Linked DNA regions of Mus musculus: regions 2 and 3 are each linked to region 1. A link is a contact called in public Micro-C and promoter capture Hi-C data. All regions are on one chromosome and are shown on one strand. Each heading gives the region's core, a stretch centred on a gene start, on an enhancer-like site or on the middle of the called end of the contact. The rest is flanking DNA. Distances are from core to core; before and after follow the strand shown. Region 1 holds the start of Oxsr1 (oxidative-stress responsive 1). Region 2 overlaps Gm33800 (a long non-coding RNA gene). Region 3 holds the start of Csrnp1 (cysteine-serine-rich nuclear protein 1).

Region 1 (5,106 bases), core at 943-3,442:
TTATGTTTCATTGCACTTGGGGGTTGGGGGGGATATAAGCTTCTCCTTCTTCCGCTAGTGTCCCAGGAATGGAACTCAGGTCATCAGGCTTGGCAGAGAAAGCATAAAGCTGAAATGTAGAGAAATGGCAACCATCTTACCTACACAGCAAATCTGATGCCAAGTTGAGCAACCAGAGACCTGCCTTTAAAAAAAAAAAAAAAAACGGGGGGGGGGGGGAGGAGGGGGCTGGGGAGATAGCTCAGTGTAGAATGTGTGCTGAGTGAACACTAGCAACCTGAGTTTGGATCCCCAGCCCCCATGTGAAGTGGGAGGCCCAGGGATCCTAGAAAGAGCCTGAAATCCAAGTGCTTCCAGGCAGAGACAGGAGGACTCAGGCGTCTTAGGAATCTAGTCAAAAGGTAAGTTCCGGATCAACTAAAGAGACTCATCAAAAAGCAAGGGAAAGCCGGGTGTGGTGGCGCACCGCACGCCTTTGATTCCAGCATTTGGGAGGCAGAGGCAGGCGGATTTCTGAGTTCAAGGCCAGCTTGGTCTACAAAGTGAGTTCCAGGACAGCCAGGGCTACACAGAGAAACCCTATCCTTCTCCTCCCCCTCCACCCCCCCCCCAAAAAAAGCTAAGAAACAAACAAAAAAAGAACGTGAAAAGCTAGCCTTTACACGAGCACATAAACCTACACAGAGCCACACAGAGACCTACAACGAAATTTGGTGGCTTTTTGTTTTTGCTCTCCTTAACACCGAGAAATAAACACTGGCACCTTTAAGGAAGCTCTGGGATTTTTGGCAGGTCTCTATTGTAAAGCTAATTTTAAGGTAGAATGCTATCAGTGTAGACAGACTTCTTCCAACAAACAGTGGTCTGCTGATTAAGCCTTTGTTTTGCTAAACCCATTTCCCTTCGATTTCTATGGCCACTGCATTACTGCTGGGCTACAAACTCTCCCTCATCCCTAGCCGCTTAACCTCCTCAAGCACGCTGCACCTCTGAGAGTAACAATCCATGCTTGCTGTCGACCAACTGGTATTCTCGGATCTTATTCAGGGCCACTTCACACATAATAGCCAGATTTATGGAGCGAGCCATGGTCCCTAGTTGAAGCCCTCCAAGGACAACTTGAAACTCCAAATCTTTACCATAGCTTTAAAGGTCCCTGAGACTAATGTGTGCCCTCTTTCTGGTCCCTCAACTTATCAAGCACTCTCTCTCTCCTCAGAGTCTAAGTATTTTCTTATTCCTCAATGGAGGGGGAAAGGCGATCTTCCTCCGACTCGCTTTGAGGGCTCAACTTTTCCTTGAAATCACGTAACTTGTTCAAACCACTCCTTATAACATCTTGCCCGGTTCCTTCCGGCCACCTACTGAGACCTGTTACCGCTTTTCCCATTCTTTCTATGTAGTTGACGTCTGCCTCCGGGATCTGAGAAGTCAGTTGTAAAGAGCTAGAGGCGGGTCTAACCTGCTCAGCACCGGTACCTGGAGCTGCCCTCAGCCTCACACCTGCGAAATAGTGCATCGTCGCGTGGATGCAGGGATGGACTCAAGTGCACAGACCCCACAATCCCAGAGCCACGCGGCTCTGCCCACGGACCCTAGTGCCCCCTGAGCCAGGCCTGCCGCCCATCCACATGGCTCTTCTGCACAGGACGCATCTGTCTCAGGTACGCTTCTCCCTCCGAAGGGAGCCCCACCCTAGGCGCACGGCTCGCACCAGTGCCCAGCAAGGCTCGGGCCCAGAACCCCGGCGCGTCGCCCCTCGGCTCTCACCTATCACCTCCTGCAGCTCGTAGTCGTCCCTGTTGATGGACCAGGGCAGGGCGCTCGAGTCCTCGGACATGACGGCTGCAGCGCCTGGCTCCGTGCTCCTCACGCTCCGGGCTCTCAGGTCACCTCGCCGCGCGCCTCCCCACGCCCAGCCGCCGCCCCCAACCCGCCGCTTGGCCCAGCCTTGGGGCGCACAACGCCGGGGCGCGCGGGTCAAGCGCGGCCCCGAGGCGGAGACGCGCGGCTGCGACCGACCTCGCCTCCCGCGGCTCCGCGTCCCGCAGTCCCCGGCCCAGCCCACGAGCCGGCCTTAACCTCCGCGGCACCGCGAAACAAGCTTCTACCCAGCCCTGCCCCTCCGTCCCGCCCTCCACCCGAACCCCAAGCACGGGCCAAACTTTCCCTTCTCCCTCCACCTGCCGACACGCAGCGCGCTGACGTCACCACGCCGGGGAAGCCTGGCCGCGGCTCGCCGCCCCCCGGCCGCCATCTTGAGTGTGGCCGGACAAGAGGCAAGCGAGAAGGAAGCCGGAAAGAGTGGAAGTCGATAGTTAGAGAGCAGAAGTGCTCGTGGAGGAGTTCACTGAGGGCGTCTGAAAGCCAAAACAGAGCAAACTGCCGCAGAACGAGGAGCCACACCAAGCATGGCGGCCACTGAGTGCTAAACCGAAGGAGCGGCGCTTCCTCTAGAAGCTGAGGGAGGGGCGTTGCCCTCTCTGCTTTGCATTCATTGGTTGGTTTGAGAAAGCATGAGAACGGCAACTGGAGCGTGTGGACATCAGTCATATGTTAGTCCCGCCTCCGGGAACTTGACTCCCAGTTCCTACCGAGCGCCAAAACCTTTCAGGACCGGGTTCGCTGAGGTGACGTCACGGCGTCACGGTCACACCCTCGAGACGTGCAAACCGCGCCCCGGGGTGTGGAGAAGCCCGAGGGAGCGGCCGGGTGGGGTGCGCGGACGAAGGCCAACTAGGATAAAAGGTCTTGCGGGCTCCCGAGTGGAGCCGGAAGCTCGGCCCGTGATGACATTTTTTTTTTTCCTAAGGCGGAAGTACTCAGCGCCGCCTCCAGGATCCGGGAGGAAGCGGTTTCTGTCTTTTCTCCGCTTCGGGTCTAAAGAAACAGCACCTGCCTGGGACCTAGGTTAGTTGTCTCTGCCCAGGCAGCGCCTTGACTGTTCAGTGGTTTCTGTCACGCGACTTAGGGGTCAGCTCTAGGCCCCCGGCCCTGGCTTTTGTCATCTTCACAAAAATAAGTTCCGTTTTCTTGGCCTTAGAAGATCGCGCTTTGGTGAAACAAAACATTAAAACATCAACCTGGACAGGGTCGCTGCGGACAAAGTGTTCAGCTGAGCAGCACTGCTGAGCTCTTCGGTGGGAAGGCCATGAGCGCGTCTGGTTGATAGGACTTATGGAACATCTCAAGAAGAGGTCCCATTTGGGCCAGACCTTACAGTGCTAAGGGGATCTCAGCAAACAGAAAATGGGAGGACAGAATATTCCAGACCCGGCAAAGGTGCAAGGTCTTGCTGTAGAAATGTGTTTCAGGGCTGGAGAAATGGCTCAGTGGTTGAGAGCACTGACTGCTCTTCCAGAGGTCCTGAGGTCAATTCCCAGCAACCACATGGTGGCTCACAACCATCTGAAATGGGATCCAATGCCCTCATTTGGTATGTCTAAATACAGCTACAGTGTACTCATATATATAAAATAAATAAAATCTTTAAAAAAAAAAATAAGGAAGGAAGGAAGGAAGAAATTTGTTGCAGCCACTACTTGTGACACATTTAGTGCGTGTGATAACTTTTTCTTGCTGGAAGAAGAATAAAAGTAACATCGAGAGGAAGTGGGGACAGATTGGAACTCTTCATGGTGTGTACCAATAGAAAACCAATAAGCCAAAAATAATCTGGAATTGTTGGGCTCTGTGGACCACGGATACACTTTACAATTTTCTTTCATTACCATGAAAATAAATTATATAACTTAGAATTTGGGACTGCCTTCTTTCCCCTTCCCCCAAGAAAAGGAACTACCAGTTTCATGGTGAAATTTCAAGATACTGGGTCTTAATTATTATTAGATAACATTATAGTGCATTCATTAATGTGTTCTTGCTTACCTCCTCATTCATGTACCTCAGTGGATTGGTAGAGCAGGAACCTTCTCTATAAATCTGGTCATTTTGTTTCCCCTGTCCCTGACTTTCTGTGGCCTAGTCGAGGTTAAAATACCATGATTTTAATGAGGAAGGAAGCCAGGAATTGGGTATTTGAGGCCATAAGCTCAAGCAAGATTCAGCCTTTAAAATATCTTGCATGTGAGCACTCTCACAACAGTGATCAGGGACTTAGTCCCCCCACCCCCCTTTTTTTTTTTTTTTTTTTTTTTTGCTGGAGTATGGAGTTTTTGTAGTAAGCAGTAGGGAGCATTTAAGTTAATAGTTAAGTAATTGGGCTGGAGAGATGGCTCAGCAGTTAAGAGCACTGGCACTTCCAGAGGTTCTGAGTTCAATTCCCAGCAACCACATGGTGGCTCACAACTGTCTGCAATGGGATCCAATGCCCTTCTCTGGTATGTCCGAAGAGAACTACAATGTACTCACATACATAAAATAAATAAAACTTAAAAAAAATAAGTACTTATAAATCATAAAGCACCATACAGGAAAGGCGCAGCTTGCATGTCTCAAGGGTGTGACCGTGACGCCGTGACATCACCTCAGCGAACCCGGAGCAAAGGGAGCCAGCTATGTAAAGTGTGCTTTAAATAGGAGGAGGATTTTTTGGTTTTTTTGTTGTTGTTGTTTTGTTTTGTTGAGTTTTTTGTTTGTTTTGTTTTGTTTTGTTGGTTTTTCGAGACAAGGTTTCTCTGTTAGCCCTGGCTACCCTGGAACTCACTTTGTAGACCAGGATGGACTCAAACTCAGAAATCTGCTTTTGAAACTATTAGTAAAATTATGGTTTTCTCCCACTTATGCCTGTGACTCCCTTGATAATCATTTAGAGGAAGAGAGGAAAGGAAATGTGGAATGGTTCTGGAACCCTGATCCTTATATTCAAATATTCCCCATATCCCACCCTGGTTTCTTGAGAGTATGGCATATTTTTCACAGGAAGAGAATCTGTTTTTCCCCACATTCTCAAGGCATTCTTGTGTTGGTTCAGTTCCCTTCCTCCCAAATCAAGCTCTAGGACCAGAATTTGAGTGCAAAGTTTATTTAAGGGCAACCCAAAGAGGCTCTCTAAAGAATGGAAGAGTTGAGAGAAGAGAAGGATAATTGTTGATGGATATTATTAATCAGGGCTTAGTGTGTGGGTGATGGGCTTCATTCTTCTTT
Region 2 (5,106 bases), core at 1,724-4,223, 680 kb after region 1:
GTCACTGCTCCTAAAGCCACTGGCTGGATTGACCCAGGGTGGAGGTATCCATCCCTCCCAGACTCTGCTGACTCCCCTGAAAGCTCATCATCATGCCAAGTCTGGCTTCCTGTCTGTTAGAGGAAATCCTGACATCTACCCTGGGTTCTGGGAAGGCAGCTCAAGGTAGATCACATCTTAGGATGTGTGAGGCACAGCACTGGGAAATTCTGTCTTTTTAGTGGAGAAGTTTGTTTGTTTGTCTACTTGTGTGTTGTATATGCATGTTCCAGGGGTACACTGGTGTACCCTTCTCCAGCCGCCCCCCCCCCCATCTCAGCTTTTGAACCAGAATTCCCACTGAATCTAGAACTGTCTCTCTGCTAGACTAGCTGAAGCCCTCCTCCTCCTCCTTCCCTAGCACTGTGTATGTAAGTAATTACTTACACAGGCTGCCAAAGCCTGACTTTTACATACATGGACATTACATTCTCTCTGTCTCTTTCTCTGTGTTGGGTCTGTCTATCTGTCTGTCTGTCTTGCTCCTTAGCCTGTCTGGAGTGTTTATCCCAGCCTGCTTGCTCTTTTTCTCTCTCTCCATTCTCCCCACCCACTTCTCCTATTGATCCTACTCTCATTCAGCTTGGCGACAGACATGGCTCTGGTCTCCAGTCTCGCTAGAGGACCCTATCCCAGTCCTGACTTCCCTTCCAACCTCTAGTTGCCAGAGGGCAGCGAGTGACCTCCTTTCTTTTTCTAGCCGAATTTAGTCTCTGGGATCATGACTTTGTACACGGTCCTCTTCCCTGCTGGACACTGTCCATCCATCGGCTCTCTGGTCTTGGCTCTGCACTTGAGGACTGACCCTGCAAGCTGTCCTTGAGTCTCCTTGGCTTCAGGCTTCTCAGGGGCTCTGGGGGAGTAGACTGAGGTCAGAGGTGTGTTCCCCTTGTAGGGTTGCCATGAAGAGGCTCCAACAGTACTCGGCTCCTGCCAGCTGGCGGCATCCACACTTGTATAGCAGAGTTAATCCCCTTCCTTGGATGAAGTCACACACATTGGATGTCTCATTTCTACTCCCTGAACTGAGCTTTCTCTCTCTTGCCTCTCTTCTTTTGAGACAAGGCTTCTGCTATGTAGCCAGCCTCAGTTACAACTTTCCTACCTTTCCCCCTCCCTGCAGCTGAGACTCCTCTTCTTCCCCTTTGGAAGTGTAGATGCTCAAGTCCACACTCAGCAGCCTGGGGTCCAGCACTGTCCTCGCGGCTTCTGAACATTTGGCTTGACTTGCAAAGGCTAACTTTTTTTTTTAAATGAAACTCTCGTCAAATGTCTCATTCAAGCATGCCAGCTGTTTCTCCCTGGAGCCTTCTCTTGTTCAAATTCCAAACACTTCCCCGTTTGTACTAGCCTGAGACCCCAGCCTTAATAAGCAGCTAGGACCACTGGTCCTTCACCTAGTCTCAGAAAAATCCTCATTCTCTTCCAACCTGTAAAAGACAGGCTTCGAGCTTCTGGTTACTCAATAGCCTGGGGCCTCTTCCCCTCACACCTACATCCCGTCTATTGGTCAGCAACTTCTATCAACTCTGTTGTCAAAATTCACCTCAGAGCAGAATCCTGTTCCCTATCTCCTCCCGCTCTGTTAGGTCTCTGTTGTTTCTCTCTGAGATCATGGCTGGCCTCCTGTGTCTCCTCTAGGGTAGATCTCCACTCAATAGCCAGAGAAATCTGTCATATCATTGTTCAAGGCCCACTGAGGGGCTAGGGCTGTAGTTCCATTGGTAGAGTGCTTGCCTGGTGTGCCCCTTCAGTCTAGAATAAAGCTATGAGTAGTAGTGGAAGCACTCACGAGGTAGAGGCAGGAGGATTAGAAATTCAAGTGTACCCTTGGCTATAGAGGGAGCTCAAAGCCAGCTTGGGCTACATTGCATAAGACCCTGATTCAGAAAACAAAACAAAAACCCTCCCAGGGTTTCTCTGCTGGCGTGTAAAATCCAAAGGTCCCACAAGGGCCCCTTGGCTCCTACCCAGCGTCCTTTACACCTCTCTGGCAGATGCAAGATGTTCACACCTCATTCTGGTCTCTGCTCAGATGTCAACTTGTGTCCCTGGTCTTCCCTTCTCCCCATGCTACTGTGGTGTGATTATCCCTCTCCATAGGCTTCGAGAACCAGACCTTTGCTCTCTTCACAGCTCTACCCGTGTCTGTGTGGTGTCCTCTACCTTGAAACTACTCACTGTACTTGTTTTGTTTGAGACAGGCCTCACTATATAGCCAAGGCTAGCCTGAACCTTGATATGTAGAACAGACTGGTGACTGCCTCTGCCACCTGTATGCTGATATTAAAGGCAGAAGCAGGAAGATTTCGATCTCACAGCTAGAGTTACACATGGAAGTCCTGTCTCAACCAAACCAAACCAAACACTACAGTGGGATATAACTTGATACTTATACCCCCAGCATACACTACGAACTCCGTCCTTTACACTGTTAAATAGTGAAGAAATAAACGAGACCAGCACAGGATGAGGAAATGTTGGCAGGGCATTCTTGGGCTTCACTATAAAGTATCTTAGATATCTGGCAAGTAATCCACTCAGGAAGCAGAGGCAGGAGGGTGGAGAGTTCAAAGCCAGCCTGGGCTATATATATGTACAGTGTTTCAGGTCGGCATGGCTATGAGACCCTGTCTTCAAAACAAACAAATACGCAGAAGAAAACCGGTAAGCCAGTTGTCTTGCAAACACAACATATGGAGTGCTAATTTCCCATGCCGTATTTTAAAATTAGCTCCTTACAGTGGGATTATCTAAGTCTTCAATATTTTAAACAATCTCTGGCCCCAAACCACCTCAGCATTTATCCTTCTGTTGTGTGCTTAAGGACAAATTCTTGCACGTACAGTTGTTAGGTCAAAGGACATGCTCATATTTTCAAGTTATTCCTCAACCCCGCGGGCAGCCCCTCTCCTTTTGTGTTACTCGTCTCGGACTTTTAGCTCATGCCTGGCTCATACGGATGAGTACCGCTTTCTTCATTCAACTGGCCTTTCTCATAAGTGGCAGGGTGACGCGTGATCTTTTCTGGGGTTTGAGGAGCCAAGTTCGGGCAGCGGACAAGCCTGGGCTCAGACAGCTGGCTCCCACCCCCAATACTCCCTCTTTCCTTCTTCTGAGTTTTCCTTTCTCGCCCACAAGTTTCAGATTCCTGGAACCGCTCTCGATGACCTCACGCCCGTGACTTCACATCCGGAACCTTCTGGGAATTCTCAGCCGCACTTTTTCGTAAGAAATCTAGCAGGGGAGGAGGTTGGGCGAGGCGGAGCTTTGCAGACTTTGCTGTGCGACCCGGACCCGCCCTCGGACCCGCCCCTCCCGCAGCGAGCACTCGAGGGCCCGCCCATGCAGCTACTCTTAGCAGTTTGGAGCCCCAGGTTGAGCCTGAGCCATTTGAAATTAGCTAGGTGTGTTTAAGTCTGCTCTGTGGTCGTGGATGAGAGAGTGTACTGAGAGGAGAACAAGAGTAAGGTGGATTTGGAGGGATCCACGAATAGCCACCACTAACGGTGGCTTGGGTGCCCCACAGTGTGATAGGACTTCAGGAAGTTGGGGCTGGGGCCAAAGATGGACATTTCTGATGGCTCTGAAGTCCTCAGAGGAGCCTCAGAGTTGAGTCTTCAGGTCAAGCTTTCCATAAAAGGTGGATGGAAAATGGGGTGTGGAGTCCAACCCAAGCAAAGCCAGGATCCTGGGCTCTCGTGGCGTCAGCGTCATGGGGGTCCCTCTCTTTCTTTATGTACTTTTTTTTGTTTGTTTTTAGAGACAGGGTTTCTCTGTGTAACCCTGGCTGTCCTGGAACTCACTCTGTAGACCAGGCTGGCCTTACTCAGAAATCCGCCTGCCTCTGCCTCCCAAATGCTGGGATTAAAGGCGTGCACCATCACTGCCTGGCTGTTAATGCTATATATTAAAGATTAATATCTTAATGCTATACATTATATATTATACTAGATATTAAACCATTTTTCTCTAGAGACTAGAGATGGTGCTGTTGGTAGTCTGCTTTGCCTAGCATCTACAAAGCCCTGGGTTTGATCACCAGCATATTATAAGCCAGCGTGGTGGGTGGCACAGCCCGTGACCCTAACGCTGGGGAGCTAGAGGCAGGAGGGGCAGAAGTGCAAGGTCATCCTTAGTGACAAAGCAAGTTTGAAGCCTGCCTGGGCTACGTGAGACTCTGTCTCTAAAACGATCACTTTCTTTACTGGGCCTGGTGGCTCACCCCTTAAATCTCAGCCCTCAGGAGGCTGAGGCAGGGGGACTATTGCAAATCCAAAGCCAGTTTGGTCTATAAAATGAGTTTTATTTTAGCTAGAACTTCAGAGCAAGACTTTGTCCCAGGTAAACAGAACAAAGGACAGAGAGAGAGAGAGACAGAGAGAGACAAAGACAGAGAGAGAGGGAGAGAGACAGAGAGGAAAGAGAGACAGAGAGAGACAGAGAAAGACAGAGAGAGAAGGAGAGAGAGGGGAGAGAGACAGAGGGGGAGAGAGACAGAGACAGAGAGACAGAGACAGGGAGAGACAGAGAGAAACAGAGTGACAGAGAGACAGAGAGAGAGAAAGACAGAGAGAAACAGAGAGAGACAGAGAGAGGGAGATTGATTTTCTTTTGTCTAAAAGTTCACTTGTACCCTTGTTCTACAGATTTTTTTGTTTTTTTTAAACATTTTTTTTAAGATTTATTTATTTATTATATGTAAGTACACTGTAGCTGTCTTCAGACACTCCAGAAGAGGGTCTCAGGTCTCATTACAGATGGTTGTGAGCCACCATGTGGTTGCTGGGATTTGAACTCTGGACCTTCGTAAGAACAGTCGGGTGCTCTTACCCACTGAGCCATCTCACCAGCCCCTTTTTTTGGTTTTTTGAGAGAGGGTTTCTCTGTGTAGCCCTAGCTGTTCTGGAACTCATTCCGGAGACCAGGCTGGCTTCGAACTCAGAGACCCACCTATATCCACCTGTCTTCCGAGTGCTGAGATTAAAGACATGTGCCATCACCTCTGGCTCTCCTTCAGATGTTAAAAGAAGCTAGATTTTCAAGGGTCTCTGAAAGTATTTTAGG
Region 3 (5,106 bases), core at 667-3,166, 660 kb after region 1:
CCCCAGGTCTTGATCAGTCATGCCCCCACCTCCAACACCTAGGGTCACAGGACCCCAGACCCTCCTGAAGGGCTTCCTGGGATGCGGAAAATCACCTACAAGCAGTTCACGGAGACAAAGTGCTGGGCAGCTCAAGACACAGCAGACAGGAAGCACTGACGTACCCCTCCCCCACCCATGCCTCAGAAAGTGATGGGGGGAGGGGACAGTTCCTTCGATTCAGACTCCAGGGCCCTGCCCTGGGTAAATGCCAAATGTTTGCTGGCTGTATAAAATACTCAGTTCTACCCAGGGAAAACTGCACTTGACAGTCACCCCTTCCTCCACCTTAAGCCAGTTTTTCACATTCATTCATTCATTCATCAATCTAATCCTGGCTAAGCTTCCTAAAGGCCAAACACTATGACAGGCATTGGGCACACAGGTAAAGCACCTACAACTAACACCTCTCAAGTAGGAGTTATACAGGATAGGCAAGAAGGGTAGAACTGGGGACGAGGCAGGCTCCTCTGAAGGAGGGATGTTGGCAGAGTTCCAGATTGGGGGGGGGGGGTCACACTGCATGGTACAGGGACTGGAGCAAGGACAGCCAGTGCGCCTTCTGGTGGCGATGCAACTAAGAGGGCCTGTGTTAGCCCGAGGGCACAGGAAGCCACCCAAGTGCGTAAGTAAGGACTGACAATTCTAGATTTGCATGGTTGAAAGATGGCTCAGCGCCTGAGCCAGAGAGGGTGTGACCCGTAGGACACAGGGTAGGGCCAGGTGAACTGACAGGACAAGCGCAAAGGAGAAAAGGGGGTGGATTTGGTGACAGCTCGGGAGATGTGGGCGGGGCTGTCAAAGATTTGGGGGCAGAGAGTATTGACTTACTCTCTGCAGAAGGCTGAGACTTCGGTCCAGAGATGTTGGGTGGGTAGCTAGAGAGGAGGGAGGAATTCTCTGTTGTCAGGAAGGTGGGCTACATCTGGGAGTGACTGTATCGGCAACCCGAGTGACTAAGTGTGTGGCCGTTGCTGTGGTGTAGGCTTTTCTACAGTACATGAAGGCGAAAGGACCTCCGGGAAGGGGAAACTGAGGAAGGAGAGGAAATGCATGCAGAAGAGGGAGTAGAGGTGCGTGGGAGAGAGCCTACGTGTGCCCGCGGGTGGTCGGTGTAGCTGCGCCCCGGTGACTCACGGCAGTGGCCTCTGAGTGTGACGGTGACAGGTGAACATACGACACAATCCTTCTCCCCCCCGCCTCCCTCCCGGGGTCCGTGACTCACCAAGCCTCGCTCATTCCTCACTCATCCCTCCAAACCCTCCCTGACCCCCGCCTGCCGAGGGCGCCCGGCACACGCCGCAGCTCGGGCACCCTCCCCCTAGGGAGCCCGAGGAGGAAGACGACCAATGTCACCTGCCCCGGCCACGCGAGTAACTTCTGAAAAGTTCTCAGGCAACTAGGTCAAAAGGAAACTCACCCGCGGGCACGCGCGCCCCGTCCCACTGCCACCTGCGCCCGGCTTTGGGGCGCCTGGACATCTGGGGTAACCACAACGAGGCGGGGGAGGGGAAGCCTGCCCCCCCCCCGCCACCTCGCAGCCGTGGGCTCTCACTCCAGGCGCCAGATCTCCAGTCGGGCTCGGAGGCCGGATCCCGGCGTCCCCTCCGGAGGACCCAAGGGAGATCAGCGGGGAGCTGGAGTGACAGCGCCACTCACCCGAGACGCCCCCTGCCCCATTTCCCATCCCGCCGCGTTCAGGAACCGTGGCACTCACCTAAGCTAGCAGGGCTCGCCCAGTTCACCGAAGCCACTCGTGTGCCGGCCCCAGGGTCGCAGCGCACACAGCGACCCGCAGTGCGCTCGGCCGGGCGGCCGTCGGTGCAGCCGGCCCAGGTCTGCGCGTCCGGCGGCGGCGGGAGAGACTGGCTCAGCCCCGGCCCCGCCCGCGGCTCCGCCCTCCTCGTCAGTGGAAAACTCCGGGGCTCACGGCGCTGACGCACGCCGGGCCTCCCGCCAGGCCGCCCCGCAGCCCGCAGCCTTCGGCCCCGCCCCGGAGGCACCGCCCCCTCCCCCGCCTCGAGCCTCCCCGCGGACTGTGACCGGGCCGCGACGCCGCTGCTCCGCGCTCGGCTCCTAAGATCGCGGAGCCGAGCTTCGTGCAGAGCCGGGTCCTAGAGATGCCCGCTTCTCCACGCCGAGCAGTCCCGAGCTGCAGACTGGGTAGACTGAGGCTGCGAGCGATGGAAGCTCCTCCCCTGCCTCCACCCGCCCAGGGCAGATTATTATCAATTCAATCTGAGGACCCTTCCCCGGCCCTCACCCCACCTCTTTTTCCCAGATCCCGCAGAAAGTTAGCTCAGACTGGAGACCAGCCAGGGATGAGGAGAGAAGAAAAGGTCATCCTAGGGCCTGGCCTTCACCTCTGCCCTCGGGCCAGAGCCCTTACTCCGAACAATACCTAAAGTAGAGATTGCTGGAACCAGCTTCCCCACCCCCATCCCTCCTTAAAAAAAAAAAAAAAAAGAATCTGGTTTCTCCTAGGCCGGACCCTGGCTACTTACAGCGGATTGCTGCCTCCTCTGCTCCCGCCAAGACCTTCCTTAGGCTCGCAGCCAACTCCCTGTACTACTAGGCAGAAGAAAGTGTGTTCTAGCAGTCAACTTCTCTCTCAGGAGCCCACCCGAGTCCTCGTCAGCCCACGGCAGGGCCAGTTCGACCCAGTACCTAGAGCGCTTTTCTCTCCCGTTCTGACTGCACCGCCTGGAACGTTTCACCCTCACTCTGCTCACCTGAGGGAATCCCAACAACGTCTAGGATGGCTCAGCAAGGACTGCCTCCTCCTCCTGGAAGCCTTCGTGGAAGCTCGACCCTCCCCCTCCCAGCCCCGCTCCCGCTGCATTCTGGGTTCTTCTGACTGTCCTAGATGAATGCTGTCAGTGGCTAGTCCAACCCTCAGGATTCCATTCTCCCCTCCCCCGGGTGTAGTAGGGAGGTGACCTTCTGTCCTGCCTAAATGGCACCGAGGGTGGGGAGGATGACGGGCCCTTTCTTCAGTCTTCAGTCCTGGATGTACATGTGTACAGAGGACAAGCAGAGTGGGGGTGGGGGAGTCAGCCTGCCCTTTATCTGTGGTAATCTGGGGTCTGAGATCCTCAACACACAGCTTTGGTACACAGAAGCTGCCGGGTGGCTGAGTCTGCTCAGGAAATAGTCTACAGGGCTAGCTGAAGAAGCATGTAGCTCAATGGTAGGGCACTTTCTCAGCATGTGAAAAGCTCTAAGTTTAAACCCCATTTTGAGAACAAAACATGGCAGATCCGTGGTGGTGCAGGCCTTTAACTCCAGCATTCAGGAGGCAGAGGCTGGGGAACCTGAGTTCCGGGCAGCCTGGTCTACAGAGCAAGTTCCAGGACGGCCAGGGCTACACAGAGAAACTCGAAAACAAAACATGACCTGGCATGGTGTTGCACACTTTTAATCCCAACACTCAAGAGGCAGAGGCAGGGGGATCTCTGTGAGTTCAAGGTCTACATAGTGACTTCCAAGAAAGCCAGGGCTACGTATCTCAAAAAAACAAAAACAAACAAAAAAACCAAACCAACAACAACAGAACACCACACACCAGCGAACTGCGCATCCGTCGTCTATGGAGGTGACATAGATTTCAGGGCTGTCCCTCCAGGCCCCACATTTCCCTACCACCAGATTCAGCCCTTGCTTCCTTTGCCTGCAGATTTACCGTTCTTGATGACCCAACAATCTTGACACCACCGCTCTTCCTCCTTCACCAGCAGAGGGGTTTTAGAGACTGGGTCTCATGTACCCCAGACTGGCCTTCATAGATTTTTTTTTTTTTTTTTGGGTTTTGGTTTTTCGAGACAGGGTTTCTCTGTATACCCCTTGCTGTCCTGGAACTCACTTTGTAGACCAGGCTGGCCTCGAACTCAGAAATCCGCCTGCCTCTGCCTCCCGAGTGCTGGGATTAAAGGCGTGCACCACCACGCCTGGCTAGATTTTTTTATATAGTGCTGTGGATAGAACCCAGGACTTTGTGGATGTTAGGCAAGCGCTCTATAGACCGAGCTACCTCTCCAGCCCAGAAGCAGGGCTCAGATGAGGCCTACAGCAATGTTTTTCCAGCTCCTGCTTCCAATGCATAAAATGGGAGCATTGGACCAGCGAGCCCATCCAGCTGCAACATTCTTTGCCTCCGATTCTGCAAGATGCTGATGAGGGAGCTGAGCAGGGCTGGACTCTGGAGTTAATGAGGTTCTCTGGAGCTACCTAGGCTTGCATCCTGCTAGGCTCTGTATCCAGGAAACCAGACAAGGCTGAAAACCAGGGCAGGGGCTTGGCAAGGTCTGTACTGGGGGCTGAGAGAGGGGAACCTGACGGGCGAGGGAGCCTGGTGAGCAGGAGGAGGAGGAGATTAAAGGGGAAATATAATCAAATAAGTGATGTATTTCTGCAGAAAAGCTTCTCCCTGTCCTGGGATAGCTCACCAGATGTTGCCCAGATGTTGCTGGTGATGGGAAACATCTCCCTCAGGGATCTCATCTGAACTCTTCCTGTTGGTGGGGAATGAAGTATCTGTTCCAAGGCAGGCAGGGTCGGGTGTGGAGCACTCATCTGTAAATATGGCGCACGCGCACACACACACACACACAGAGTCTCTCTCTCTCTGGCAAAAACACCCCCATATTCTCAATCCTCAGGGAATTCTGAATACTTGGAGACCTGTAAGTACTAAGGACCACCCACCCATCCACTTACTTAGGAAAATTAAAATTATTACAAGTTTTGAGGGCTTTTATTGGGGGGGGGCAGAGTTTTTCAGTGTAACCCTAATTATCCTGGAACTCGATCTATAGACCAGGCTGGCTTCAAACTCCAGGATCTGCCTGCTTCTGTCTCCAAGTGCTGGGATTAAAGGTGTGCACCACCACTGCCTGGGTTAGTAATACTCTTTGGAATGCGCTGAGAGGTATTTTGGGTGGAATAACCCCTAGGAACAGCAGCCACTACACGCCGGAGAAGCCGGTTAAGGAGATCCAACAACTCTTACTGTTATAGGCTTTACAGGTAAGAAGTCTTGAGTTAAGGGGGGGGGGGGTTCTGAGCTCA

The links. Promoter capture Hi-C pulls out the DNA fragments that hold promoters and counts their contacts. Hi-C and Micro-C count contacts between places; a contact is called where the count stands out from the background.
Region 2: a contact with region 1 is called in a Micro-C map of embryonic stem cells, with 3 times the contacts expected there. The contact joins the enhancer-like site here to the promoter of Oxsr1 in region 1. A contact is called at or near these places in 1 of 39 promoter capture datasets (cranial neural crest), 2 of 484 Hi-C or Micro-C datasets (the G1E-ER4 cell line and embryonic stem cells) and 3 of 115 datasets of contacts at active chromatin or transcription factors (bone marrow-derived macrophages, embryonic stem cells and extraembryonic endoderm stem cells).
Region 3: a promoter capture Hi-C map of pre-B cells shows a contact between it and region 1, with 3 times the contacts expected there. The contact joins the promoter of Csrnp1 here to the promoter of Oxsr1 in region 1. A contact is called at or near these places in 2 of 39 promoter capture datasets (liver and pre-B cells), 6 of 484 Hi-C or Micro-C datasets (CD4 T cells, the G1E-ER4 cell line, Th1 cells and 1 more) and 7 of 115 datasets of contacts at active chromatin or transcription factors (astrocytes, bone marrow-derived macrophages, extraembryonic endoderm stem cells and 4 more).

Annotation. Positions count from the first base shown.
Region 1 is chr9:119,320,235-119,325,340 of GRCm38.p6, forward strand. It overlaps Oxsr1 (oxidative-stress responsive 1), which reads right to left and starts at 2,193. Exons shown (of 18, transcript NM_133985.2): 1 at 1,771-2,193. The coding sequence starts at 1,840.
Region 2 is chr9:119,998,953-120,004,058 of GRCm38.p6, forward strand. Gm33800 (a long non-coding RNA gene) reads left to right here. Exons shown (of 4, transcript XR_871355.3): 2 at 3,181-3,267. Among named protein-coding and RNA genes, the nearest start is that of Gm33800, 18 kb to the left of the region's middle. Within about 2 kb of position 2,974, at least 320 of the 459 cell types and tissues checked have an H3K27ac peak or open chromatin away from gene starts, as enhancers often do. A contact at or near this core is called in the G1E-ER4 cell line, bone marrow-derived macrophages and embryonic stem cells, where this site is marked.
Region 3 is chr9:119,981,863-119,986,968 of GRCm38.p6, forward strand. It overlaps Csrnp1 (cysteine-serine-rich nuclear protein 1), which reads right to left and starts at 1,917. Exons shown (of 5, transcript NM_001357562.1): 1 at 1,757-1,917. Gm33800 (a long non-coding RNA gene) reads left to right here and starts at 1,983. Exons shown (of 4, transcript XR_871355.3): 1 at 1,983-5,064.